Regions from separate parts of the Rattus norvegicus genome. Here region 1 is linked to region 2. Evidence: chromatin contacts called from public Hi-C data. All regions are on one chromosome and are shown on one strand. The core of a region is the stretch at or near the end of the contact, and the rest is flanking DNA. Distances in the headings are between cores, read along the strand shown.

The links. Hi-C and Micro-C count contacts between places; a contact is called where the count stands out from the background.
Region 1: a contact with region 2 is called in a Hi-C map of frontal cortex, with 3 times the contacts expected there. The contact joins the promoter of Ppp2r2b here to the enhancer-like site in region 2. A contact is called at or near these places in 2 of 12 Hi-C or Micro-C datasets (frontal cortex and prefrontal cortex) and 1 of 1 datasets of contacts at active chromatin or transcription factors (oligodendrocytes).

What each region holds. Positions count from the first base shown.
Region 1 is chr18:35,162,865-35,166,879 of GRCr8, forward strand. Ppp2r2b (protein phosphatase 2, regulatory subunit B, beta) reads right to left here and starts at 2,152. Exons shown (of 9, transcript NM_001402382.1): 1 at 1,392-2,152. The coding sequence starts at 1,461.
Region 2 is chr18:34,866,116-34,870,222 of GRCr8, forward strand. No RefSeq gene overlaps it. Among named protein-coding and RNA genes, the nearest start is that of Gpr151, 47 kb to the left of the region's middle. Within about 2 kb of position 2,461, at least 9 of the 93 cell types and tissues checked have an H3K27ac peak or open chromatin away from gene starts, as enhancers often do.

The DNA of each region.
Region 1 (4,015 bases), core at 902-3,401, 300 kb after region 2:
GATGGGTGGACCATCTTTAAAAAATCATCTCTAAGGTTTCAGAGCTTACAGTGTGTCTGGGTACCATAGACATGTTGGGCTTGCTGGTCCCCAGACATGGTAATGAATACGAAAGTATTTTCAACAGCACTTGGGATTCTTCTGTCTAAAATTTCCAGAGATCTTTGCAGAGGGGGCCACCATTATCCCCACCCCTACATATGAGTCTTTTTATTTCCCTAAGAGCTGGCACTTTTACTTGATCCATGGCATTCTTCTGATGTGATTAAATATTACAGAAATTTTAGCATTCTAGAAGAAGAAACACGGGCTAACATGCCTTGCTGCATTTTCCCCAAGCACTTTCCCACGCGTTTTCTCACATGGCCATGGCCATAGGTCAATACAACACTTCCTTGCCGAAAATCAACATCTACAGGTAGAAAATAAAGCTCGAATGCAAAAGTTTTGTCATTCAAATAAAACTAAAACGTTTTTACTCAGTTCATACACAAAGGGCAGGAAGCAGTCCACCTGCTGACTTTCCCTGACTGCCTGCCCAGCATTTAGGCTGATGTCAGAGCGAGCTGGCTGAAAGGAGAGAGAGCCAGCAAGCGAGAGAGTGAGCGAACACAATTTCACCTCTTGGCAAAGCTCAGCTCGCTGAACCCTCCTGCTTTCTGCTGGCTGTTGATTCAGCAGAAAGTACTGCTGCAGAATTCATAATGGTGATTTTTAAAGGCCCCATGGATCCAGATCCCAGTTGCTCGCCCCACGTGTCAGCCTCGTTCTCTCGCCGCGAATCATGATTCCCCAGCTACCTTTTAAAATTTTCTGGCTATCGTACTTTCAAGGGGAGAGGGCTCCCCCACTTTTGCTAAAAGGCCGTTAGGGGGTTTTGATTGTCTGAGCAGGTAAACCAGCGAGCCAGAGAAATGAATGGGCAAGAAATGAAGCTATATTCTTACTGCAGTCACCGAGAGCCACACATCACTGTACCCAGAGAGGGGTGGACCAAGGTCTCACTGGGCCCCTCCCTTCTCATCTCAGTCCAAGATTCTTGTAAGCGTCTTGGGACAAGAAGGTGTCATCTGCTTCGTTGGGATCATCTGCCTGGGAGCCGCACCCTGAAAAGCCTCATCCCTAAAGGCCATTTTAACTCCCGGGAGCACCTGGTCCACCTGCTGCTGAACGTGGGGCACCAGTGACCGAGAGCCCGAGCCTGGATGGATGTGCCTTACCCCTAACCCCTCTGGCGGCTTGGGTGAGAGCCTAGCCTGAGCCTCCGCCCAGTGCTCCAGCCCTAGAGCCTGGAGGAGTCTCTGCCACTAGGCGCCGGGCCACTGGTGAAGCACAGCTATCCGCAACTTGCACCCGACCCCAGCGGCGGAATGCGGCCGAGCTGGCATTACCTTCGGTTGCATAGCTGTGGTCGCGCAGGAAACTGTTGTTGATTTTGCGGGTATCAATGTCCTCCTCCATTGACAGCAGGCTTACTTGCGTGGGAACCAGAAGCCGGCAGACAAGTATCCATGATCCCACCCCGCAGCCAGTCTCACAGGAGAGGGGGGCAGGGGAGCCAGTGGGACTGCACCATGGTCCAAGCCTGAGGAGGAGACGGGGAGGCGGAGAGAGAAGAAAATAAAAACCCGGCAATGGAGCTGTCACCTCCTCCACTCGGTTCTCCGCGGATGCGGTGGCTCCTCCCGCACGGTGCGCTCACTTCAGCTCCAATTCCCAGCGAGGATGCTGCGCCTGCCTCCTCTGCCTCTGGGTACCAGGAAGCTCTGTGTCCTCCACGAGGGGTCTGGTCCTGCCCGCCCACCCCGGAGACGTTCCCGAGTAGGGCTGGGGAGATGCCCAACAGGTTCCCCTTGGCAGGCAGCGGCTCCAAAATGCAAAAAATAAGAACCCTCCTCCCCCTGGGAGAGCGGGCAGCCGCGACAAAATGGTGCCTTTCCGGACCCACACTGCAGGGGCGAGATGGCAGGGGCAGGATTCAGGCTTGCCTTGCTGAGATGAGGGTGCTGGTCCCACGGGAGGGCGGCTCCCGCAGACGGGGGCTAGGGAAGCTGGCGGGGAGCTAGGCAGGGCGCTGTGGCCGGCGCCAGCGCTCTCACCCTCACACCCACAGGGGCGCACTCGCAGCTGCTGCTGGTGCTGCTGCTGCTGCAGGAGGCTGGAGGCGGCTGGTGCATTAAAAGCGAGGCTCCTCCCAACCGCGTCAGCAGCCCCAGGACTCTTCCCCAGTAGCAGTGGGAGTCCAGGCAGAGGCTGCGGCTGCTCTCTGCTGCAGAGGGGTGCAAGCAGCAGCCAAGGACACCTGGACAGCAAGTGGGAGCGTGCAGGTTCACTGAAAAGAAAAAGGCGTGGATGAGCTGTTCCAGTATCTCCCCTCTGGTGCCATACAGCCAAGGGTAGGGGCTGGCTTGTGCTCAGAGGCTCTTAGCTCACTCATTTGATCCTGACGCCTGCCTGCACTTCATTCAGGACAGTATTTAGTAGTAGGTTCCTTTGGGTAGAAGTCCGCATCTAGGTTCCTTTTGTTAACCGGATATGATGTAGACTGCCCCTTGTTGAAGTTCAAGGGTGAGGTCAGGAGCTCCAAGCCTGGAGAGAGCTAGAAGAGGAGCTTATTCAAAACTTAGCCCTTCAAGCTTGGAGTAGAAAGCAGAGCAGGGGCCAGAACTTTGATACTGCCATCATGGTCGATTCCTTTCCAAGCAGGCTAACATCTGTGAGAAGCTGGTGTTCAGAAACGTATCAGTGTCTACAGGCAGAGACAGTCTGCACAGTACAGGGCTGAGTTATGGGTCAATATACCCAGCCTGAAGAAGCACACTCTCTGTAGCCCTTTGTGTTTTGTTTTGAACAGACGGGTGGAGCTTCATGCTCAGTTGTTCGGACGCCTTCTGTGTGCCCTCAGTATGCTAAGTCCTTGAATGCAGAGAGGAGGCAGGGACCAAGGTGAACCACTATGATCCAGATGGAATTTAAGGGCACAAAAGGGGGTACCCCGTCTTCTCACTTCAACTCAGAGGAAAGGCAGGGTTCACTTTCCAGTCCACATTTCCCCAAATTGCAAATACTACATTTGAAAGAGTATGATATCGATGCTGTTATGAAACATAAAATAATTCAGTGGCGCAGTTCAAACCACTAGATGAGCAATTTGGAGAAGAACTTTCCTCATGAAGTACTGTTCATTTCTATGGGTGTCACTGTAGGGAGAGACATCAGCAAATGTCTTGCTCAGTTAAGCTCTGCGAGTTTAGCCAGATGGGCCCTGAGGGACCCGTGAGTTAATTATATACATACAATGAATGCTTCAGCTAACACAATTTAGAAAGTATTTGAAGTTCCAAAACGGGCTGGGGGGGGGGGGCAAGTCCTTAACTGAGGCTGGGAATTGCCACTAGGTTTCTAAGAAAAAAATAGATGTTTCTGGTGGGTGGAAAATGGTATTGTTTACAAGTCCAAAAAGTAACTGCATCTCTTGGGGGGAAAGATAGGGCGGAAATGTTTCCCCACAATCAGGAGTTGAAAGGCAAGCTTCTAGTAGATTCCACTTTACTTTCATGTGGCAGTTAAGTCCTACATGGTTGTTTGATTGTTTTTTCAAAGGCGATGTGTGAAATTCAAGTAGCAGAGAAGACTTGGTACAAGCTTGTTCAGTCCACTTGAGTATTGCTTGTCCGAGTGGCATCTTCCATGTCCAGCTGGGTGCCTCACGGAGGCTGTACAGTCCCACAGTCCTTTCAGCTTCTCTTGGAGATTAGCATATGGTAAGGAAGGATCAGAAAGGAAAGATAAGTTCATCTCTGGGTGCATCGTGACGCTAAGATGTCTTGCCTTCAGTTGAAATGATTTTTGGCTGTGGCAGCAGGGTTTAGGACATACTGGGAAATTCATCCCTTGTCTTTATAGGACATGGTATGGATTGACATAGAGATGTATAATGGACTAAGAGGGCTCACGTTTATTGGCCAGACTGGGTTTGAGGAATGTTCCCTAGTAACACATGAGAAACATAACC
Region 2 (4,107 bases), core at 1,211-3,710:
GATTCAGAATAATAGTGACTCTTTTAGAAAGATCATAGACAAGTTCCAACAAGTTGAACAAACTTATCAAGAGTTAACTAAAAGGAAAAGAAATTAGCATTGAGCAAGAAATGAAAGAAATTATAGAATGGTTACAAATGTTTCCATATTATTCTGAGGGACCATAAACATAGAGTTTAAACTTTATTAAAACAAAGGTAAATGTTGAATGCATATCTGGTGCCCACAAGTCTGGCAGTATAATTGCAGTTTTCTAAACTATTGTTTGCGGCTGAGAATTGTTTCCTAGACTGTACGTTCAGCTTTCCTCCTTGCAAGGGACATTTGGTGAGGTGATGAATAAGAGCTAGATGATTGCCAGTTATTGATGTACCTGTTCTAACTGCTTAAATCTATGCCAGAAAGTAAAGCTTTTTGCAGCAGCACACACCTCGAGTTTGTGTCTGTCTGTCGGGACAAATCCGTTCTCTACCTGAAATCCAAGCCTTGGTCCCTCTGCTGACACACTCCCCTGGGTGGTCTGTGACAAAGTAGCAACAAAAATGATATTGTGGTTGGGAGTCACCACAACATAAAGAACTATATAAAAGCATTAGGAAAGTTGAGAGCCACTATTGGAGGGCTCCCACCCACATCCTTTTGGCATAGCTACTTTGGGGTGTTTGCCATGCCTCTTCCCCTTCCCTGAGTAGCTCCAGTATCATAGGTAACATTTGCTACTTTGCATCCGTAGACAGTCTTTTTCTTCCATTAGCCTGAAAATGCCTGAGGTCCTACGTGCCTTCTCTCTCTCTCTCTCTCTCTCTCTCTCTCTCTCTCTCTCTCTCTCTCTCTGTATGTTTTGAGACAGGGTATCTTTGTGTGGCTCTGGCTGTCCTGGGATTTGCTCTCCAGACCAGGTTGGCCTTGAACTCAAATCTACCCACCTCTGCTTCCCAAGTGCTGGGATTAAAGACAGGCACCACAACCAAGCAGCTTCTGCCTCTGCTCTTAATCACATTCCCAGAACCTAGTGCAGCTTCTGGCATGTAACAGACACTAAATAGTGCTTGGCTGAAGGAATGAGCTCTTGCTTCATTAAATCTTAACTAAAGTTCAATTGGTTAATAACCATGATCTAGTATTATTACTATCCCAACTTGGATTACAACTTGAGTTTATTAAGGTGAGTGGAAAGTTCTGCATGGTGTAGAATGCATCTTTGTATATTAACTTTTTAAATTGACACACAGATGTTAAGATTACTCATATGCAACAGTGCGCAGTTTCCATTGTATCCAAGTAGCAATCAGGAATGGCAGCGTGCCATTTGGTAACAACCGACACTGTGGCTTTTCAGATTTGGCTTGCAGAAACTTTATCCTCAATTAAATCTGGTCACACTTTTGAAATGCTTTTGAAATGTGTTAGATCACTCCAAGCTCAGCAATTAGGTTTTTTTTTCTTTTTATTTTTCTTTCTTTCTTTTCTTTCTTTCTTTTTTTTTATTTTTTTTTGGTCTGTGATAAAAATAACTGCAACAGATACATGACAGATACAGTCTCATAGGTCATAAACATACACAGCAAAAGGAAACGGTGCATCAGCAGTTACCACAGTTAATAGAGGAACTTAGTAGAGACATCTGGGAGCTTTGGTTTATAAGCCCTGACAGTTCTCGAAGCAGAGGCAATGTTTACAGAACAATTATGATTGTTAACACACTGAAAACAAGTACAGCATTATGAGCTCACTTGTGATGCCTTACCTTTGCATTTATCAACAGTATCTTACTATAAAAATATTCAACTTGTGCTTATCATTGAACTTTCAGTGCTTGCTAAAAGGTGCCAAGTGAATTTAACAGAGGCAGGAATTTTCTATAAGATGATACATTTTTTAAAAGCATTTTTACAGTTATCCAGACCTAAAGACTCTCTAGTCTTTTAGAGTTATCAGTGATGAGCGTGGTCACATTTCAACTTACAATAGTATTATATCCTTGACTCACAATGTCCTTTTGTCAATTTACCTGAAAAGAAAATTTAATCTGGTAAAGAATGTTTTAAGAGTGGCATAATAAATAACCAATATATTGAGCTGGTTGCAGCTCCAGATGACAATTACAAAGGATATGGAAGGGGACCTCTCGCTCAACCCACTGGTAGTTGAGATTCTGTTGCAGGATATTTGATCATGCTGCGAATGCCAAGATTGGGTCGTTTACCGGAAAAAGCCTGTTTCTAGTTGTTGTGTGGCTAAGTCTTTGTACCTACCTTTCATTCCTCTGGCTGGAATACAGACATGCACAATGAAGGCAAAGTAGGTTGGTAGAAGGAAGCACCCATGTTTGAAAGTGATGTCTACTTGAGAGGCAGGCAAGTTGTTGAATCAGAGAAAGATTTGATAGGACAGCATCTGCCCAACTCTCATGAGAACAAAGGAGAGAAAAGAGCCTACTTAGAGAGCACAGAGAGAGGAAAAAGCAGAGGAGGCAGTTTAACTGGGACAGTTATACAATACAGAGACAGGTTGAAAACAGAACGAGCCAGAGAATGAGAAGGAGCCAGAAGACTAGAACAGATTGCCAGAGTTAGTGTGAGGCCAACAGAGCACTTCAGGAGAAGCTGAGAGAAGCCAGATTGAGTCAGTAGCTTAGAGAGGAGTTTGAGTCAGGACAGCGGAGTTGACCAGTCAGCCAGAGCTCAGAAAGAACTAGTAGGAAGGGGTGAACGTATTCAACAGCAGGTCTCAGAGGCTGAAAACATCCCAGGCCTAGATTGGATTGTACAGAGTCTAGAACCTTCCAGGACTGGGTCTAGGTTAGCAGACGGAGGCAGTAAGCATCAGAGACAAAAATTATATTAGGTGAACAAAGGTTACTTTTGCAAGTTTCTGCATATTTTATTAAAAAACACTTTTATTGATTCTTTGTGAATTTTATATCATGCGCCCCAATTCCATTTATCTTCTGTCCCTTCATATCCATATTCCACTCTTGCAACCTCTTCCTGCAAAACAAAAACAAATCAAAACAAAAGGAAACGTCTGCTTGTGGAAGCTGGAGTGAGTCACGGTGTGTCTTGCAGCATACTCTTTCGTCCACACATCTGCACTTGCAAATGTTCATTGCAATGAGTCGTGGGTCTGGTTCAAGGTCTTTGGTTTCTGCTGCATTAGCAATACTGGATCCTCACCATGACTCCTTTTGCTTATCATGTTGTTGCCCTGCGTCATGGAGATGCCTCAGCTTTGGGTCTGCAGGACCAGCCCTATCCCATGCTGCAGCAGCTCATAGATGACGTAGGTTTTTGGGTGGGTCAACTCAAAACCCCAGGTATAGGCCTGGGTGGTAGTTGAGTTGTTCAGCCCATAAACTCTCCTGCATTTGAATCACCAGGGCAAGCCCTCCAGCACTGCCCCTGCTAGCTTACCCAGTGCTAGAGCCATCAAGGGTCAAGGTCAGCTCTCAGCTCTCATGCCTTCTGGGCCAGCTTACCTACACCTATGCCACCAGAGCCAGCTTCACTGTGCTGCCCAGTTGAAGTGCTGGGTTCACTCTTCCGAGTGTAGGAGCTGTGAGAGGTGGGACCAGCTCTGCACAGCCAGTCCTTGGACATCTACATGGTCCCAGGCAGCAGTCCACTCAGCCCAGGGACTTCCACATGCTCTTTAGTGGTATTAAGTCTTGGACACTGACATAGACCTCTGCTGATGCATGGCCATGGACCCAGACATGGCTCTCAGAGGCAGCATGGGCTGGGGCTTCACCATGGCCTCAGGTGACAGGGCTGACTACTCACAACAGGCTGTTCCTCTTCACCCTCCCGTCTCTAGTTCCATCTCTCTTCATGAACTTCAGACTGTTCCATTTCTCTTTCTCTCCCATCTGACCACCACATATTTGCACACGGTAGTGGCTCCTGCTACAGGTTGGCCACGTGGCTGATGTTCTCCACCCTCCTTCACTGGGTAGCAAGGTGGTGTGCTGGTCTCTTGGTGTCTTACTCCACTGACACTGGGTGGCATGGTGACAGGCAGGTCTACTCCAACTGCTGCTTGACCTGGCTGAGTTCATGTTTTTAACTTGAACTACAGAAGTACATACACACCTGTCTACTACTTTAG